Linked DNA regions of Zea mays: region 1 is linked to region 2. Evidence: chromatin contacts called from public Hi-C data. All regions are on one chromosome and are shown on one strand. The core of a region is the stretch at or near the end of the contact, and the rest is flanking DNA. Distances in the headings are between cores, read along the strand shown.

Region 1 (6,048 bases), core at 225-2,724, 140 kb before region 2:
CATAATACCAGAACAGAGTAATTTATTACTGCTGCTCTGATAGGGAAAAATGTGCAGCCAGAATTGGAGAACAACGATCTTACATCATCGCTTTCTTCCTTCTCTTCCACCTTCTCTTCTTTCTTTGCCTCAGCTGTAGGAGCAGCTCCGCCAGCAGCAGGTGAAGCTGCCGCAACAGCGACACCACCGCCACCACATGGGACTGAAGCAAACTTCTCCCTGCCCGCGGCAATGAGCTCGGTGATGTCCTTACCGCTCAGTTGGGACAGCAGGAGTTCCATCCTTTCATTGTCAACTTCACAGCCAACTGCAACATGAACAAGTAAGAATGATTGCATTAGATGCTTTTGCTACATGAGCCATGCGGCCAAGTACAACCAGAAGAGCAGAACACTAAATCAGTGAATACAGGACCACTATTGTGATGAATACCAATCAAACCAATTGTGCTAAATAATTGTTAACTTCTAGTTAAACATAAAAACCCTACTTTCAAGAAGCAGGTAATGCTATTGTCAGAATTGTGTCTTTTCCATAAACCAAAGCAGAGTTAATAGTAACAAGAGTTATCCATTGGAATGACAGTTAAATGAAATTACCTGACTCCAGAATGGCAGTCAAATCCTCAGCGGAGGGGCTGGCGTTCCCAGCGAGGACAGCAAGCAAGTAGGCAGCAACAAACTTCATCCTGCTCAAGCCATCAAAAATCATCGTATCAGTTACTTCAACTCTTTAGCTACATGACAGTGAGGTCAGGTAATAAAATGGTAAAGCAACTGACCCAAGGAACTAAAGCAAATCAACCTAAAAATCAAATTACCAGAGTACCTTGAATCTATTGTCTGCTAGAATCCAAAGAAATGCTCAAGCACTAATGTATGATAACAACAGTTATGTTGAAGGTGTCAGACAGCAGGACATACTGAAGCACCAGAAAAAATACCAACAGGCTTAACGGACAACCAAACAGAAGAGCATAGAGACCAGTATCTACGGTGAAAACACCAAATTTACTTGGTGAATGCGTACTACAGACCACAACAAGTAAACATGCACGCTCATGGACCAGAGCAAATCTTAACAAGGCCCTCCTCAACTAGAGATATAAGTCAACAAGCGGTCAAGGCATGTTATAAATAGATCAAGGATTCATTTAAATCCCAATATGAGAAACCAGCGCATCCACCACAGTAGCAGGGACCGTATCTAGTTCCCGTTCCCTAGCATCCGGCGCCACCTCCGCGTCTCATCTCCACACTACGTCGCAGGTACAATCGAGCCAGAAAAATCTGGCTGACGGTGGAATCAAGCGGGCATCGACGGCGACGCGCCTTGACCATGTGGCGAGCCGGAAGACGACTCAAGGTAAACATGAGGCAACTCGAAACACTATCACAAGAAGAAGCGAAGATTCGGAACTTACGTGCTCCGAGGACCCGGTCAACTGCGAATATCTGGAACAATCAAGCAAGCGGAATGACATCACTCGTCAGTGACGATTTGCGAGGGGAGGCTATATAGTACAGGAAGAAGAAGAGGAAAACAGGAGGGAGCGCCGCCACCTCGAGAGGAGAGGGACTGCGGAGCTGCTAGGGTTTTCGCATGCGGAGGAGACGGCTGGGAGTTTAGGTAGCTTCTGGGCTTCAGTGGGGCATATTGTCTTCACTGGCCGGTCCAGACATCGCATGTTATTTGGGCTAGACCCGATCTGCAGCCCATTAGGCCGGCCGTCCGGGCCAAAAACTACCGTTTTCATGAGCTACCTCAGCGGCCTCCGCGAAGCGCCGGGCGGCAAAGTCCGGAATCCGAGGATGTCACAGATGCCGACCAGCTACTGTCTGGACAAGACTAGCATTAGTTATATTTATAATAGAGACACGGTATCTAAAATATAATTTTGATCAATATTTTTTTAAATATAAATAAACTCATAATATATTTTAAATTTTATAAAGTATTTATTAAGATAAATCGGTGTATACAAATATTATATTTTAGAACTACATAATAAATAGTTATTTGTAGTCAAATTTTATAAATTTAATTTAAATCTTAACTAAAACGACAACTAATAGAAAATATGCGGGAGTATTGTGTTGTGTGTTTGGCTCCATGCTGTATTGCTCCTCGGACAAAAAAGAAAATTATCTCCTAACAGCGAAAAAAGGTAATTATCTCCTGTGTATTGTTCTCATAGCATCGGAGATGATTCACAACAATCACATGCCGAGGGTCAAGTTGATTTGGTTTTGCATGATTTCTTGTGCAGCAATTGTAAATGGTTTTTTATTAGGGTCAGAAAAAATGCAGATAAAATGTTTTGGTTCAGCTCTGACTAGCTTCATTTCCAAATATGAAAATATCTGATTATTAAAGTTTTGATAGGCAACATAGAAGCGTGTGTATAACCAGAATGCATGTGTCTATATTTCTTGGTAAAGCTTTATTTCCTTTTCACAAACTGAAGACACCATAGCTCAAAGTGCAACAAATCAATCGCCCAAGAAGCAAAATAGTGTGCAACAGAGTGGCTATTCAGGCAAGAGCACAGTTCTGAATGCAGAGTTTGTTCGTTTCATGGATTTGATCTTGCAAATTTCTGTATTAATTAGTCAGATTTGCTTGGTAATTACAGCCCGTTTGGTTCCCTAGAATTGGTCCAAATTGAATTAAATTCCATGTCTCGGCCTGTTTAAATCCCCTTAGAATTGAATTGGCCATTTCAGCCCATTTCCCATCCCTGAAAATTTGGGCTTGTCTCATTTCAGACCATCACCCATCGGAAAGCGTCAGAAAGTGGCTAGGGTTAGCCGTCCCGCTCCGCTCGCAGCATCGCTCGCCGCTCACGCCGCCTCGCTCCCTGCTCGCGGCATCGCTCTGCTCCAATCCGCCGCTCCACTCCAAGTCACACGGAGGCAGCCATCGCAGCCTCGCCCGACTCTGTTTCCCCTGTTCTTTGGGTGAGTTCTCTGCTGATCCATTCTCCCCTGAAAATCTTCGCCGTCGCATCTGAAAATATTTTGCCGCGTGATTAATTCCGAGCAAGGATAGGGGGTAATCGTTTCATCTCTGTAGCGGGAATGAATTGGATCGTTTCGCGCCTTTGTAGCGCTGGTGTATGCGAATGCCGACCCCCTATGACATCACATCACAGGTCACACACACACGGTCCGTATATCATATCATTCCTGGTCCTCTTGCTGCCTTGGTAGGTACTAGTGTTTATTCCTCACCAACCAATTCTTGCTCCAGAGCATGCTAGATCGTACTCCTACGTAGGTCGTAGGTACACGACCGGAATACGTGTACATCCATCATGAGTTGCATGCATGTCCTACTCCTAGTAGCAGCAGCATCAGAAATTTAGCAACTAGGCAGGCGCATTGGTAATCCGTTGATGGTCAATGCCGACTTTCTCCGGCGCAACGTGTTGTTTTACGGGTGTCGTCAAACATAAAAAGTGCTTCTTGATAACATGTTCTTGTTATTCTTCACCATCAGTCTTAAGGGTACATTATTACGTTGCTCTGAACTCTTATGACGGGAAGGCATTAGCAGATCAGAGGTAGTCTGAAGTCTGAACTGCCTATGAACTGGAACTGACTGCGAGGGCTGTTTGGCTGGTCCTTGTAATCAATTATTGGTTGGTCAATCATGCAGGGGAGGATATAGTTACCACTTCATACATAGAATTAAATCCACTATTGATAGTTATAATCGTGCAGACATAGTTCGTACCTTAGCTTGCAGGCTGTCATTTACTAGCATTTGTTCCATTAGTTTGCTTCGATCGGGGAGACTGTAATGTAGCTTTGTCCGAGGGCATAAATAATCTGTGTGGATATTTGGTTCCTGTCCATTTTTAAGGGCGCCTGCTTGAAAAGACAAATGGAAATAGGAAGGGAAGGAAAAGACAAATGGATTTTTTACTTGTCTGTTGTTCTGATATCTTCTGAACTCCCTCACTTGAAACCTATGTGATCAACAGAGATGTGCTACTGCTGTTCAGGAATCTACTTTTTCTTCTTTTGTGTGTTAAGTGATGTTTCCAACAAAGTTTTTTTGCAGTCTCGTCTAACTACCTCCAACAAATCATTTGCAGGAGTGTTAAAACAACTCGCTGTTTTGGGATTTGCCGTCTCAAGTTTCATCTAGCTACCTCGAACAAATCTTTCAATCTCCATGGCTACATCGGTACTTCTCCTATTCCACCTTGTGCTCCTACTAGTAGTGTTTTTATTCTTGAGTAGAGCATTTTGCTTTCAACTAGCATGTCTAATTGCATATAAATTACTTGTTCTAGATATCAACTCAATATACTAACGAGGAGGAAATTAAAAGGAAGAGAAAGAAGCGAAAGAGAGTTGTTGTATTAGCTGTGTCTATTATGGCTATTATTGCAAACCGGTATCAATGGAGGAGACCTAGACACATCGTAGATGCTAACGAAGTTCAAGAGAGAAATGTCGAGTCTAGAAAACAAATGCTACGTAATATGTACCAGGGTTCAAATGTCTATTGCTATGACAGTTTGCGCCTAACTAAGAGATCTTTTAGTGACTTGAGTGCCATCTTACGGGAAAAGAGTGGCCTACAGGATACCTTAAATGTGTCGGTAGAAGAAAAGCTTGCAATTTTTCTGCTTATAGTAGGTCATAACACCAAAATGAGGTTGATCCGTAGCACTTATGGGTGGTCCCTTGAACCAATCAGTCGACACTTCAACGAAGTGCTTAGAGGGATTCTATTTTTAAGTCATGAGTTCATCAAGCTTCCTAATCCAGAAACCACTCTACCTGAGGATCCAAAGTGGAAATGGTTTGAGGATTGTCTAGGTGCACTAGATGGCACACATATCGATGTGAATGTTCCATTGAATGACCAAGGTAGGTATAGAAATAGGAAGCAACGAATCACCACTAATGTATTAGGGGTTTGTGATCGACAAATGAAGTTTTTGTATGTCTTGGCTGGATGGGAAGGGTCGGCTTCGGATTCACGCATACTACGTGATGCCATGTCACGGGAGGACTCATTTGTTGTTCCTAGTGGTAAATTCTATCTAGTGGATGATGGATATACAAATGGTCCGGGATTTCTTGCCCCGTACCGATCTACACGGTACCACTTGAATGAATGGGCTATTCAAGGCAACAATCCATCTACTGCGAGAGAGTTATTCAACCTACGCCATGCAACGGCTAGGAATGTGATAGAGAGAACTTTTGGGCTATTGAAGATGAGATGGGCAATCTTGAGGACCAGCTCATATTTTGATTTAGAAAACCAGGTATAACATAGTAGGTATTCAATTAAAATTCAATCGTTAGTTTTAAAATTGTGTATTGACTTAGCCATATTATTCTATGTAGATTAGGATCATCCATGCTTGCTGCATATTGCATAATTTTTTAAGAGATAGACAAAGAGATATGGACGATATTCTAATACATGAAGTTGATAGTCTCATCTCTGCTGCTCCTGCTGAAAATCAAGGAGAAATGAGTCTGATTACGCATGTTCAATCAACTAATGAGTGGGGTAATTTTAGAGACACCAAAGCTAGTGAAATGTTTGTTGATTATCAAGCGAGGCGTGGTCAAAGCTCATAGTTGTATGCTTCTGTTTTCTATGTCTTTGTCATTTATGATTTTTTGTGTTTGTGTTTTTTATATGTGTGGTTCTTTGATTGTAGGACAAGAAAACAAGGGGCTATGTTCCTTGGAATGATGAGATGGATAAGGTACTCCTCGATACATTTGTGGACTATTACAAAGGAAAATATTAGCTCTCGCAGCAAGACCTTTGATAAGCACTACAATATCATTAATGGTTTGTTGTCCACTAGTGGTTTTGGATGGGATTGGGAGAAGAACAAGCTCAAAGTTGATAGTGACACTGTATGGGATGAGTATGTTGAGGTAAGAAAATTTTTGTTGTTCAATTTTTGCAGTTCAATTTTTGTAATTCAATTTTTGTTCACCGTGCACTTGTCAGGCTATCTGTAAACTGTACAACACCACAACATATTGTAAGCACAACACCACC
Region 2 (6,425 bases), core at 3,895-6,394:
CTTCGGTAATAATGCCTCTCTCGAGTTATGTATTACCTCCGCTTCCTTTTTCGCCTAGTGGTGACCGATGGGGAGCTCGGACTTCGATGGGCGCTTTCCGTCAATGCCGCCGCCGTGGCCTGCTTGGTCACCTGGTCCGCGCCGCCGTCTGAGGGTTATGAGGGAGAAGACGATACCAGGCAGTGTGGGCCATCGGATCGTGAATGGGTGGTCACGATTAAATCGCGATACCTCTTCACTTGATGGGATCTGGACCGTTGTAATCGGATCGGAGGGAGTAGATCAGATCGCGCCTAATAAAATCCATGACGTTGATGTTGGATCGGGCGGTCCACGTCGCGTATCCGTTCGATTAATGTAGATTTAATCATAGCCACTGATTTATGATCGGGCGGCTCTGGATGCTTGGTACCCCTTCGCTGAGCCAGTTTCACAGAAGAGCCCTCGGCTTATTTAGAAATCAACCCGCCATCCACCGCAGGGTAGATCTGTGTCTTGGGACTTTTCGCGCATTAACCCCTGGACTTTCCTGTAATTGAGGCCCAGTCCAGAGAATTATAAAATCTAGAAGAAGGAATTAGAAAATGATTTTTTATGCAAAAATAAATGCTAGAATTTGTTTAATTCATAGAAAATGCATATTTAGTCCAAATTAATTCATTCCAATTCCTATAATTTTATAAAATCATTGTTTATCATTTTGTGTCACTGTTTTGACATGAAAGCCATATTAAAATTGATATGATAATTAATCTTGTACAAAACACCTAGAATATCTGGAAATCCATAACTTAAAATCTATAACTCCAAAATTAATAATCCCTGTTCCTGTGATCTTATTTCAATATGTAGATTATTAATATGTATTTTTCATATATGTTTGGTGTAATGTTAATTTTGCCTATACCATGTATGTTTGTATTGCTACGTTTAGCGGTGAGGACACGTGTCATCTGAAGAGCAAGTTGGTACCTGGAATCTCAAGTCCCAGGCAAGTTGTGCCCTTGATCACTTCTTTTTACCCACTCATGTTCTAATTAATCATAATGATCTGCATAGGTTAATTTTGATGGGACCCAATAGGTTACCCTAGTTTAATTATCTTTATACCTTGCTTACCACTGAACTTTTTGGGTAGTACTTGCTAGTGCTTTATGTGGTTTTGGGTATGAAGATACAATATTCACACTTTTATTATCAGTTGTTATTTACTGTTCATGATAAGATCATTATGTTAATTGGAACATGGAGCGACCACCCGGGAAAACAGTGCTACCACAAGGGTTTATTGACGCCCTTGGCTGATTAATTAGGAAAGCTAGTGGAAGACTACCTTACCCGAAAGGGGCAAGGGCAGTAGGGGAGTGGTCAGTGTAGGGAGGTCCTTGGGATGATTTTGCTGCGATGGCGGTCATGCGAGGGATCCCTGCATTGGAGCTTCTTATAAACTGTAGCGGGTTTTCTGAAGCTAGTGGAACTTTGTAAAGGCCTCGTAGTGTTACCCTGCCTCGCCTCCTCGGTAGAGGTGTATGGGAAGTCGCGATCCCTTGGCAGATGGGTAACATGACTTGTGGGTAAAGATGCGCAACTTCTACATAGTGTAAAACTGGTATACTAGCCGTGCTCACGGTCATGAGCAGCTCGGACCCTCACATGATTAATTTATGGAACTAAATTCAATTTGCCATATGCATTGCATTGCAGGTGATGTTGTTACTTTTGTTCTACTATTTAATTGGGTTGGTATTTACTTATACTTAGTAACTGCTAATAAAATTTTGACCAACTTTAAAAGCAATGCTCAGCTCTAACCATCTCCTTTCGTAAGCCTTACACTTCACGTGAGCTCCCATCTTTGGCGAGTTCATACACATTATTCCCCACAACTTGTTGAGCGATGAACGTATGTGAGTTCACTCTTGCTGTCTCACACCCCCCACAGGTCAAGAACAAGTACCACAGGATGAGGCACATGGAGGATGCTGTGACGAGTTCGTGAGAGGTCTATGCCGTCGTCTCTCAGTCAACTTTGGGTTGCTGGATCGTTTCCTCGTATGATGTAATTATTTAATTATTTTGTATAGAACTCCTGTTATATAGTAAAGATGTGACATTCGATCATGTGCCACTATGCATCATATGTGTGAGACTTGGTCCCAGCACACCTGGTGTTTATGTTTGCGCACGGGCTTTGGACCCCTAAAACCCGGGTGTGACACACCACCACTGCCCACCACTGCCGCCACCTCCGGGTGCTCTACCAAGGAACCTTGGATGGGGTGACAAGGTACACCTAAGGGTGGTAATGGATCATGACCCTAATGCTTCTTTCACAAACCAAAAAGGCCCTTAATTTTGTTAGTTCAAAATTGTATTGTTTTATGATTCGACCCTAACTTGACCCGATCCTTAAATTTGCTAGGCTAAATTAAATGGCCCGTTACCACCTCTAGGTACACCGTGCACCGGAGATTGTGGAGTTCTATCAAAGTCTCATGAAGCGTGAAGCAAAAAGAGAGACATCTTTAGGATCAATGTCATCCAATGTTTATGATGCCAGAAGTAACATGATTGGAGAGATCGAGAACAGATCAACATTCCTCTTAGCTGTAAGTATTTTTTGCCGGCACCACCTGGCACAAGAATCCTGCCAAATTTATGAGTTCCACTATTAATACATAATTATAACTAGTAACCAAATTTTAATAATGCAAAGTGACAAATGTTTTATAAAAACATGGAATGCTCCAGGTAAAAGCTGATGTGGAGACACAAGGAGAATTTGTTGAGTCTCTAGCAAATGAGGTCCGAGCAGCAAGCTTTGTAAATATTGATGATGTTGTTGCATTTGTAAATTGGTTGGATGAGGAGTTATCTTTCTTGGTAAGCAGCCCGAACAGGCCCTCCATACTACACCTTTGTTACAAAGTACCAGTTATTGTACTTATGACACATTTTCACATTTTAGGTTGATGAGCGAGCAGTGTTAAAGCATTTTGATTGGCCAGAGAGCAAAACAGATGCAATAAGAGAAGCAGCTTTTGAATACCAGGATCTGATAAAGTTACAGAACAAGGTTTCATCCTTTACCGATGATCCACAACTTGCATGTGAATAAGCTCTCAAGAAGATGTATTCTTTGCTTGAAAAGTAAGTGTCTCATCAGACCTAGTATTCTCTCTAGCATAGTCCTTCAGAGTGAAACAGCAACATTTTTGCCTGGTTCAAGATATGTATGTGATGAACATAATTTTACTCAAAAGTGATGGTTTCATTGTACTAACTAGCATCAATACTTATGCCAGAGTGGAGCAGTGTGTCTATGCACTACTCCGTACAAGAGACATGTCCCTCACGCTACAAGGAGTATGGGATCCCAGTTGACTGGTTGTCTGATTCCGGAGTAGTTGGCAAGGTGTGCATCTCTAGCATACACTCCAATTTCGCCAAACATGTGTTAAAAACATGCATTTTTAATTCCTTATGAAGGTGGGTATGATTTTACTCAGAGTATGCACCTAAATGAACTCAATAATTTATTTGCATGTTGGATATATCAAATTGGCATCTGTTCAGCTTGCGAACAAGTATATGAAGAGGGTTGCATCAGAACTTGATGCGTTGGAAGGCACTGAGAAAGAGCCCAATAGAGAGTTTTTGCTTCTCCAGGGTGGCAGGGTGTGAGGTTCTCTTTCCGTGTTCATCAGGTAAAATCCTCACGCCAATATTTTCAGAACCCAGGTACTTCACAGGTGATATGAATATTTCGAATCAGTAACTTATTCATCTACCTTCTGCAGTTTGCTGGGGGATTTGATGCAGAAAGCATGAAAGCTTTTGAAGAGCTAAGAAGCAAGATGAGTACACATAAATCTGCTCCACAGATATCTGAAGGCTGAAGCATGAGTTGAACACAGGATTCAACACACATCTGGTCTTACTTGCTGGATACTGATTTTTAGTTGTGTACAAAAGAGAAGTTTAAATTCCAGTGTGGTGTCAAGCAAGTTGTATATGCTAAGAGAATACAAGTCATCAGGTTATGTTCATTTATTTTTTATGAAAGTAAGGGCAGGACAGGTTATGTTCATGCATATAACAGTTTTAGCTCAAGTGTATACCTTTTCATTTTAAAGGCTGTAACTGTAAACAGGCAGCTCCAGAAAATGAATCACTTGGGCATGTTTTTGTTGCTACGCATATACTACTAATAAAATGTCAAAAGCGTCCATTCGGTTAGTCCGGTACCCATGGAGATAATTCGTCTGAATGAACCTTGCCGTCTTTGTTAAAAGAAAAAAAAATTACTTTGTGCCTCACCGCATTCGATACTTTGAAGAAATTGACCCGTTACCAGTTACCACCCACGCACATACAGTGCTAGAACAGCAGATCTGACTTGAAGAAGCATATATCAAGACAAAAGTCCACCTGAACGGAGACAGTCGAGGTTGTGGCGGAGAGCTCCACCTGAACGCCGAAGTGGAACCGAACAGTTCCAGTGGTTGGCCGTGGCGAGCTGGCCACCTACTAGTCTCCGGGGAGGGGGCTGGCTCCAGCGCCTCCGAGCGCGGTGCCAGTGTCGCCGTCGCGTGGGTTCCGGTTCCGGCCGCCGCCGCTTGCCGGGGAATCCAAACGGCAGACGGGGTCGCCGTGACCGTGAATCGTGTTTACTTGGGCCTTATCTAGGCCACAACGTTTGTGACTCTGTGAGCTTATTGTTTGGGCCCATCTCTTTGGCGTGTCTGAGAACGAATTTTATCATCAAGCCCACGAAGCCAAACCAGGATCCTACCCACCTAGCACATACTAGTGAAGAAGGTAAACAAAGTGTATTTTCATGTTAATTCACATGCGCGTGGTCGACACCACACCACACGACTTAAAACTCGGTGTTATGTTCTACGACCACAAGAGCCATGTTAATTTTAAGCCGTGTCTGCGCCATGATCCGAAGAGCGCGTACAGTGAGAGAAGAAACGCACGGCCGCCAGCAGCTGCCGCGGGAGCGAGGCAGCACGTCCGTTGGTCGGCCCGGGCGGGAGCGAGGCACACGTCGCGCATGCACGCGCGGCGCCCGGACACGTGCCGGCGCGGGCACGTCCCTCTCCGCGCCTTATACTCCTCCCCGCCATTTCCCAGCAGCCACAACAAGACAGAGAGATACCCGATCGCCACCGCCGACCGGACTCCCCTCAAAGGCGGCCACAGCACAGCGAGCATGGGAGACCGGCATCAGCATGGGCCTGGCAGCGGCGTGGAGGACCCGGCGACGCTGCTGCGGCGGGTGCAGACCCGCGCGCCCAACTCGACGCAGGTGGTGGGGTTCCTGACGCTGCTCGTCTCTGGCGCCGTGCTGCTGCTGCTGACGGGGGTGACGCTGACGGGCGCCGTGGTGGCGCTCGTCTTCCTGGGCCCCATCGCGCTGCTCACCAGCCCCATCTGGGTGCCCGTCGCCGTCGTGATCTCCGCCATCGTCGCCGCCGCGCTCTCCGCCTGCGCCTTCGCCGCCGCCGCGCTCCCCGTGGCCACCTGGATGTACCGCTACTTCACGGGCCGCCACCCCGTGGGCGCCGACCGGGTGGACTACGCGCGCAGCCGGATCGCCGACACCGCCAGCCACGTCAAGGACTACGCGCGCGAGTACGGCGGATACCTGCGCACCCGCGCCAAGGACGCCGCGCCCGGCGCGTAGGCGCGCGCCGCCCGGCGTGCATGTGCTGCAACCCCCGTCCGTGGTGCCGCTAGCTATAGGTCATCATTGCTGTCGTCGTCGTCGTCTTAGTTCCTCTTGCATTGCGTGTGCGTACTCTGCTCCAATCATCCCCCGCCCGTGTTGTCAAGCAATTTCTGGTCCTCTTGCTTGCTTTCTCTAGGAGATGCTGTTCATTTCGATCTCTTGGCGCAATTTGATCTTTCGCTTGGTGTAATTAGGTCATTAGTTAAATCATAAGAGACTCGTGTTCATGGTCTTTCTCACAACCTTAAAACAACTAATTGTTGTTGAAAAGAATATATATAGGTAACCTTGCTCAGTTTTCGTCGAACAGAATGATGGCAACCTTTCTTCTGCAAACAGTTGCAGATAATGCCTAGGATTTTTGTTCTCTGTGCTGAATCATCTATACAATCCGACGTATGTACTCACCTCCCGAGGTTGCTCCATCCCAAAACTGGAGTTGGCATAGCGTGGTCCCCGTACGATGCATAACAAGTGTCATACAGAAGGTTGTGTCATGTGTGTATCTAGTGTGCCACATGCTATAATCTCTGTAGTCTTTTAATTACCCTTTGGGGTGTTAAAGGGCGATCAGAGTGACATCAGTGATCTAAGGTACGTAGACCGCATAAATGGTCGTGTCTCGTGAACCCAAGCACGACTTATTATGGACCTCAGACTGACTTAGTATGGTTATTGTGGTGAC

The links. Hi-C and Micro-C count contacts between places; a contact is called where the count stands out from the background.
Region 1: a contact with region 2 is called in a Hi-C map of ear, with 4 times the contacts expected there. The contact joins the promoter of LOC542337 here to the promoter of LOC100286352 in region 2. A contact is called at or near these places in 4 of 25 Hi-C or Micro-C datasets (ear, endosperm, leaf and 1 more).

Annotation. Positions count from the first base shown.
Region 1 is chr8:74,615,707-74,621,754 of Zm-B73-REFERENCE-NAM-5.0, reverse strand. LOC542337 (acidic ribosomal protein P2a-2) reads right to left here and starts at 1,474. Exons shown (of 4, transcript NM_001111918.1): 1 at 1,424-1,474; 2 at 600-688; 3 at 84-307. The coding sequence starts at 687. It overlaps LOC109941579 (protein ANTAGONIST OF LIKE HETEROCHROMATIN PROTEIN 1-like), which reads left to right and starts at 4,153. Exons shown (of 2, transcript XM_035961716.1): 1 at 4,153-5,290; 2 at 5,373-5,775. The coding sequence starts at 4,388. The coding sequence ends at 5,612.
Region 2 is chr8:74,479,344-74,485,768 of Zm-B73-REFERENCE-NAM-5.0, reverse strand. LOC100286352 (oleosin Bn-V) reads left to right here and starts at 5,144. Exons shown (of 1, transcript NM_001159239.1): 1 at 5,144-6,047. The coding sequence starts at 5,222. The coding sequence ends at 5,695. It overlaps LOC109941797 (protein CHUP1, chloroplastic-like), which reads left to right. Exons shown (of 19, transcript XM_023300878.1): 11 at 2,239-2,287; 12 at 2,454-2,609; 13 at 2,752-2,883; 14 at 2,969-3,150; 15 at 3,306-3,353; 16 at 3,355-3,415; 17 at 3,556-3,672; 18 at 3,675-3,707; 19 at 3,801-4,182. The coding sequence ends at 3,899.